2 separate regions of the Macaca mulatta genome follow, and region 2 is linked to region 1. Evidence: chromatin contacts called from public Hi-C data. All regions are on one chromosome and are shown on one strand. Each heading gives the region's core, a stretch centred on a gene start, on an enhancer-like site or on the middle of the called end of the contact. The rest is flanking DNA. Distances are from core to core; before and after follow the strand shown.

What was found. A called contact is a pair of places that touch in the nucleus more often than the background predicts.
Region 2: a Hi-C map of liver shows a contact between it and region 1, with 2.6 times the contacts expected there. The contact joins the promoter of SAP30 here to the promoter of HMGB2 in region 1. A contact is called at or near these places in 7 of 14 Hi-C or Micro-C datasets (CD4 T cells, blood, cortical neurons and 4 more).

What each region holds. Positions count from the first base shown.
Region 1 is chr5:181,763,179-181,766,487 of T2T-MMU8v2.0, forward strand. HMGB2 (high mobility group box 2) reads right to left here and starts at 1,782. Exons shown (of 5, transcript XM_015139530.3): 1 at 1,604-1,782; 2 at 849-1,018; 3 at 424-569; 4 at 176-350. The coding sequence starts at 998. It overlaps LOC106998581 (a long non-coding RNA gene), which reads left to right and starts at 2,054. Exons shown (of 2, transcript XR_013417585.1): 1 at 2,054-2,179.
Region 2 is chr5:181,801,027-181,804,350 of T2T-MMU8v2.0, forward strand. It overlaps SAP30 (Sin3A associated protein 30), which reads left to right and starts at 1,814. Exons shown (of 4, transcript NM_001266332.1): 1 at 1,814-2,349. The coding sequence starts at 2,035.

The sequences.
Region 1 (3,309 bases), core at 532-3,031:
TTCAAAAGGAAGGTTTGATTACCTTGTGTTTAAGTGTACAATTTTCATTAGGCCTTTTCAAAACATAGCTGACAACCGTTAATTAATACAAGATTAACTAAATTTCCCAAGTTTTCTAGTTATTCCCTATACCTAGTCTTAATCACAGCTTTAAAAAAGTAAGATGACAATGTACCTTTTCATATTTCTCCTTTAGCTTAGCTGCTTTCTGTTCATATGGTTGTTTATCTTTGGCTGACTGCTCGGACCACATTTCACCCAATTTCTTTGCAGTATCCCCAATGGATAGGCCCGGGTGTTCACTTTTGATCTTTGGGCGATGTTCAGAGCAAAACAGGAAAAAGGCAGATCTGAAAGGAAGCAACAGAGCTTAATAAACTGAAGGAAAAATCCAAGGGGCAATTTGGTTTATTTTAAACTTACGGCGGCCTTTTAGGAGCATTGGGATCCTTTTTCTTCCCTTTCTTATCACCTTTGGGAGGAACGTAATTTTTCATCTCCCTATCATAGCGAGCTTTGTCACTTTTTGCCATATCTTCAAACTTCGACTTCTCCTTTGCAGACATGGTCTGTGGACATAAAAATAAGCGCCAAGAATACGGCAAAATTGTTACTTATAAACACCCAAAGACGAGAAGATCATCTTTAAGGAGCACATTTTCCTTAACTGCATTTTGCTTTCGAAGTCTTAATGTAAGTAAAAACCTAAAATCGTCTGCCTCAAACTCTTAAGATATTCAGGGGAGTCATCGGGGGTGGCAAAGTTGAAGCTCTCGAGTTGCCTACTACGTACCTGCCTAAGGCCCTCCTGGCCGAAAACCACACCTGCACCCCCTCTCCCGCCTCACCTTCCATCTCTCCGAACACTTCTTGGAGAATTCCGCAAAATTGACGGAAGAGTCCGGGTGTTTCTTCTTGTGCTCTTCCCGGCAGGTCTGCACGAAGAAGGCGTACGAGGACATTTTGCCCCGCGGCTTGTTGGGGTCTCCTTTACCCATGGTGACAGATCGGCGTCCACCTGACGGGGCGGAGGGGGGAGAGGGGAAGCCGGCGGGTCGGTGCGGAGCCCGCAGCTGCCAGGGCGGGCGCTGGCGGGGCTCCGCTTCCCGCCCAAATCCGCTCCCGCCCTGCCCGCGCCCCCCTCCTCCCGAGGGCGTCCTCCCGAGGGCGGCCGCCCGCGCCCCCGCCCCGGCGCACACCCTCCTCCTCCTCCTCCTCCCAGCCCGAGCGGCCGCGGCTGACGACTCCTCACGCTCGCCCAGCAAGTGGCTCCCGGGGCCCGAGACGCCGCCTCCCGCCCTTCAACTAGTCCGGCGACTCCGCAAGCGCCCTCAAGACGCCTTTCCTGACAGAAATGTCCCCCGGCTTTCACGTCGCGAGCCTCACTCAATCGCTAATCACCTCGTGACCGACATTGAAAACTCCCAGAACCGGGCCCGGGCGGGGGCAGTTTCCGCCTCTTCTGACTGCCCGCCGGCCCTCTACAGCCCCGGCCCTCGCCGGCCCGCACCCCAAATGCCGCTCGCCGGGTCAGACACCGAGAGCCACAGCGCCGAGACCGAGTAGAGGCTCTGAGGGAATGGGGAAAGGCAGGTCCACGAACCCGAGGGTATTGGAGGGTATTCTTGCCTGGTGCGAGCTTTTCCTCAGAGTCCTGCAGAGCGGCCGACCCCAACAGAGACGCTTCCCTCACCAGGCTCCGGCGTGAACTGGTTTATCTCTAACGCAATCCTCAGCCTCTTGTTTTGCAGAGTTCTCCGCGCCACGGCAACTTGACGAGCTAGGCCACAGGCCACATCCCCACTTCTCTGATTGGTTCTGACGATTATTCAAACCCAGATAGTCCCCGCCCCCTTGCCACGGCGGCTAACGATTGGTCAGGGTCTTACCAGACCCGCCCTCCACGCCCCAGCCTAGCAGGTTCGGTGGGTCGCCCAGGTCGTTAACTCCCAGACCCGTTAGAACCGGTCAGGAGAGGAATGTACTGCTCGATCCTGATTGGCGGCGGGAAGAGGGTTTGAAAAATGGCGGGCCTCACGCTGACTGGCTGGGACTGTAAACGGTGGGAGTGGTTGGCTCGGGAGAGAAAGCCCCGCCAGATTTAAAAAAACCTAGTCGGGAGACAGGGGGTTGGTCTCCTGGCTTGGCGACGGCGGCGGCTCGGTTTGCTGGCGCTAAGGTAACAGCAGAGGTCCGCTTTGCCCTTCCTCCGACCACCATTTAGGTCCTGTCTGTCTCCCGCCTCGGCTCAGCCCTGCAGTGTTGGCTCCTGGGAGCTGTAGTCGCTCTGCTCTGTGGCCCTGCAGAGTCTCCCCTGAGCCGCCCAGAGAATAATAAATGGGGAGAGCCTGGAGTTTGCCCTGCAAAACCGATTGCCCAGCTCCTCCCGCTGTTGCTGAGGTTGGCGTAGAACTCGGGGAAGTCAAGGCAGGGAACCTCGGAAAGGGCGCGGGGGGCCGGGAGGGAGCCGTTGCCGCGTCCCGTGGGGTGTTACAAAACGTTCTGAAAGTAGGTGCTTCCCGCCGAGGGAGTTTCCCTCAGAAGGCCCCTCCTTCCTTCCCTCTTTGTCTCGGGTGACAAATACTGGGAGGTAAACAAGGGCACCCTCCGGGTCCCGAAGGGGCGGAGGCGGCGCCTTGTCCCCCCGGCCCCGCCCCCTCCTGCCGGGTCCGGAATTCCAATCCCCAAGTGCCTGGGCCCCCACGCCGCACACCGCAGCGCTGCGCCGGGAGCTCGGAGTCCAGCGGCTTCCCTGTCTTTGGCTGGCCTGGCCTTCGCCTGGGCATTCACTGCCTCATCCTACTAGTGTGATAGTTTTTAAAAATTGAGACTCGCATAAAAGCAATGCATGCTCCCTACTCCACCCCCAGTTGCGTAGATCCTCCAAACGGCATATCGCCACATTTTACAGGCTCCTCCAAGCGCGGGTTAAGAACCTCCGTGTTAGTATAGGGAGAGCGCGCCAAAGCTACCTTACCTTACTGCTTACCAGCGTCACAAGCTGCTTTTCCCAAGGTAGAGGACTTTAATTGACATCCTGGTGTACTATTTCTGTGGTATTTAGTTTTGAGGGGTTCCCCCCACTTTTGACATATAGGTTGCATGACTCAAGAAATTTAAATATTTTGTCTTAATTTTTCCGTAAGTTCATTGGCACTTGTTAGACTATGCTCTTTGGCTTATATATGGTTATCATAACAGTACTTGAAAACCAGCAGTTGTTTATCTATGTTTACTAATAAAAATGAGATCTTAAAAAAATGTATTTTCCTAGGAAATGGATAATGGTTGTCCAACATTGTGAGTATA
Region 2 (3,324 bases), core at 564-3,063, 38 kb after region 1:
TTGGAAAAACAGATTCATATATCTGAGTTGTTGCAAACATACTTAAAAGTATTCCAACAATTAAATCGAGTATCGTTTTTGTTTTTAGTTTAATTGAAATTCAATTAACGATTCAGTTTTTCCGTCTCAACCACACTTCAAGTGCTGAGTAGCCACATATGGCTAGAGCACAGCCTACCGGACAGCGCAGCTTAAGGAGGTAGACAAAGTACTTATCAGTCGGCATCTTTCTTTTTCCTACTGAATTTATGTAATATTTAAATTGTTTTTCTTTGTCATATCCTAGAACCCAAACGCACAGACGCAATGGATACCTTTGATTTTCTGCGTCGATGGCATTTTGCATTTTAAAAGATCATCTGGGTGGGGTGGTGCGCCCCTGTAACGGGAGGCTGAGGCGGGAGACTCGCTTGAACCGGAGAGGCGGAGGTTGCAGGATCGTGCCACTGCACTACACAGCACTCCATCCTGGGCGACAGAGCGAAACTCTGTCTCAAAAGAAAAAACAATTATTTATCACTAAATTTACTTACTAAAAGAACTTGCAAAACAAAACCCTACTGCCTAAAATATATTTTAAAACGTATTTGTGTTTAAGCAGCGTGTATCTTCTGATAAATAATGACGCGTGGTAACTAGTAAAGGCGCAGCTTTCGTGTTAGCCACGCCCATCCCTCGCCCCGCCCTCCACGAGCACCTCCCCCCGCATGCACGCACGGACATACACGCGTACGCGGGCACACACACGTACACACGCGCGCGCCCGCGAACACATACATATAAGCAAGAGCGCACAAACGCGGGCAGCATGCAGGGGCGCACGCGCCTGCCAGGTCTCAGGAAATGCGCTTTCTACTACCCGCGCCGGTAGAGCTAATGCAGGGAAGTTTCTGGGAACAGTCGAGCAGCGTTTGTATTGGTGAGGTTCCAAGTCTCCTTTAAAATGATACGACTCCGCCCTTCTCCAAAACCGTTTGAGGAGAAATGGAAAAGGTTGGGCGTGGAGGTGAAAAGGAGCCCTGTTGTCAGCTGGTCCGTACTCCACCTCAGGAGGCGGCCAACTCCGTGCGTCCAAGAATAAACACATTTCCCTTGTAGGAACATGCAAGGGTTTAGAAACGCCCCCCTGCCCCCCGCGAGGCGTTTGTGAGGGGGACCTGTCACAGTTGAAAAGTCAGGATGGGCGTTTTCCTCCCAGGAGGTGCCCTACTAATTTGCTGCCTCGATAGTTGGTCAAGCCGGGATGTTAGCTGCGGAACCTCCAGGACCGAAGAGCGCCAATTCTCCTGAGTTCTCCTTGGTTTGGGTTTCCCACAAAAGCGCGGTCACACCAAAAGCTGTGTTTCCACAAATGCGAAACGGCCTCGAAACTTTTTTTTCCGCACACGCTCACTTCCCACACCACTCCCATCCCTTTATGTTTCGCCTCAGGAATCGAGTAACTTCTCTGAAACCCAATTCTACGAAATCCCAGCAGCTAAACACAGCCCGACTTCCCTAGAGACAGAGAGAGAGAAAACACTGTAAACCCCAATCACACGCTCCTGTTTTCCCGGTACTGAAAAAAAAAAAAAAAGTGGGTCCGTGGCCGCGCTATGCATGCTAGGATTAGTAGTTCCTCCATCTCGCAGGGCGAAGGGTCAGGGCGGAGCTCAGGTTGACTCCGTAGCAGACAACTACAATTCCCATGGGGCCGCGCGTTTGAAAGAAAGGGGCGGGACGGGAGGGGGCGCGTCGCGCTTGCGCAGTCCCGGGGGCCGGAGGGAGGCGGAGGCGTAGCGGTCCAACTGCTGAAGTCCCCATGTGACAGTGAGCGGGGTCCCGGCTCCAGAAGACGCTAGAGTCTGCGTCCGGGCCCTCAGCACTGTCCACTGTTCCGGGGCCAGCAGAGACCAGCAGGCCCGGGACGGTTGGTGTTTGACCGTGCCGCTAACTTGGTGTACAGAGTGAATTGCCGCTGCCGGAGCGGAGAGAGGCGGAGCGGCCAGGAGAGAGGGGATTTGTGTCAGCGCCGGCGCTCGGGAGCTCGGAGACATGAACGGCTTCACGCCTGACGAGATGAGCCGCGGCGGAGATGCGGCCGCTGCAGTGGCCGCCGTAGTCGCTGCCGCGGCCGCCGCCGCCTCCGCGGGGAACGGGACTGGCGCGGGCGCCGGGGCTGAGGTGCCGGGCGCGGGGACGGTCTCAGTGGCTGGGCCCCCGGGGGCGGCCGGGCCGGGCCCAGGGCAACTGTGCTGCCTGCGGGAGGATGGTGAGCGCTGCGGCCGGGCGGCAGGCAACGCCAGCTTCAGCAAGAGGATCCAGAAGAGCATCTCCCAGAAGAAGGTGAAGATCGAGCTGGATAAGAGCGTAAGTAACCGCGGGATCGCCCTGCCCTCCTGTCCCCTGGTGGGGCCCCAGGAGTCGGGCAAAGGCACGGATTGTCGGCGGGGTCTCCCAGACCTGGCTGCAGTGCGGTCTCGTGGAGTCTGTGTTTGGAAGCAAATAACAAAGTCGCTGCAACTCCGACCGCCACCCCAACACACACACAACACGCACGCTGTCGTTCCCCTTTTCTTTCCCACCCTGCCCCCAGCCTCCCGCTGCCTGCGACTCTCCCGCGCACTGTCTTCCCTCTTCCTTCTCCTCTGCGACCAGGACACGAAACAAAGGGGACCGCCGGACCGAGGGCCCAGAGTAGTTTTCTTGCAGCCCGGCAGCTCTTCTGGAATGGAGGCGCCTTTGTTTCGCTGCCCAAGCTGGTGTTTGGCCCCAGGCGGTGCTAACTCCCCTGGTCTAGGGGAAAGTGGAGGACCTTCGCGATCAAGGAAGATCCTGTTCCTTTCTGTGCTCCGTCTCCTCCGGAGCGGAGTGAGAGGGAAGCCGAGCTCGCCCGCCGCCTGGCAGTGAGCCGGGGCTGTAAACGGCGTTTGCGCTGTCAGCTCCGAGGGCAGCTGCTCCGATGGTGGGGAGCACGTAGCCTCTGCGGTTTTGCCATCCCCTTGGCAGCCATCAGGATTTCTTTTTTCCTCCTCCTGCGCGTCTTTTCGTTTGACCATCTAACAGCCGTTGCTACTTTTGGGAGATCTGGCTAGCGGTAAATGAATAACATGGTATCAAGAACCTACCACAAGTCCTGCGTATTTTTATCTTGCGCTTGGCTTCGAAGTAAATGTAAAAGCCTGTTAGCTCAGTCCGTATTTGTTTCAAATGTTAGTCTACAGTTCGCAGGAGTGTGTGTAATTAAAGTTTTTGAAAAGTTTATTTGTGATACTTTTTTGCCCGTTTAAACAGTTTTCAGTGTTATCCGTGAGAAACTTTTCAGGTGAACTTGCATAATTTCAG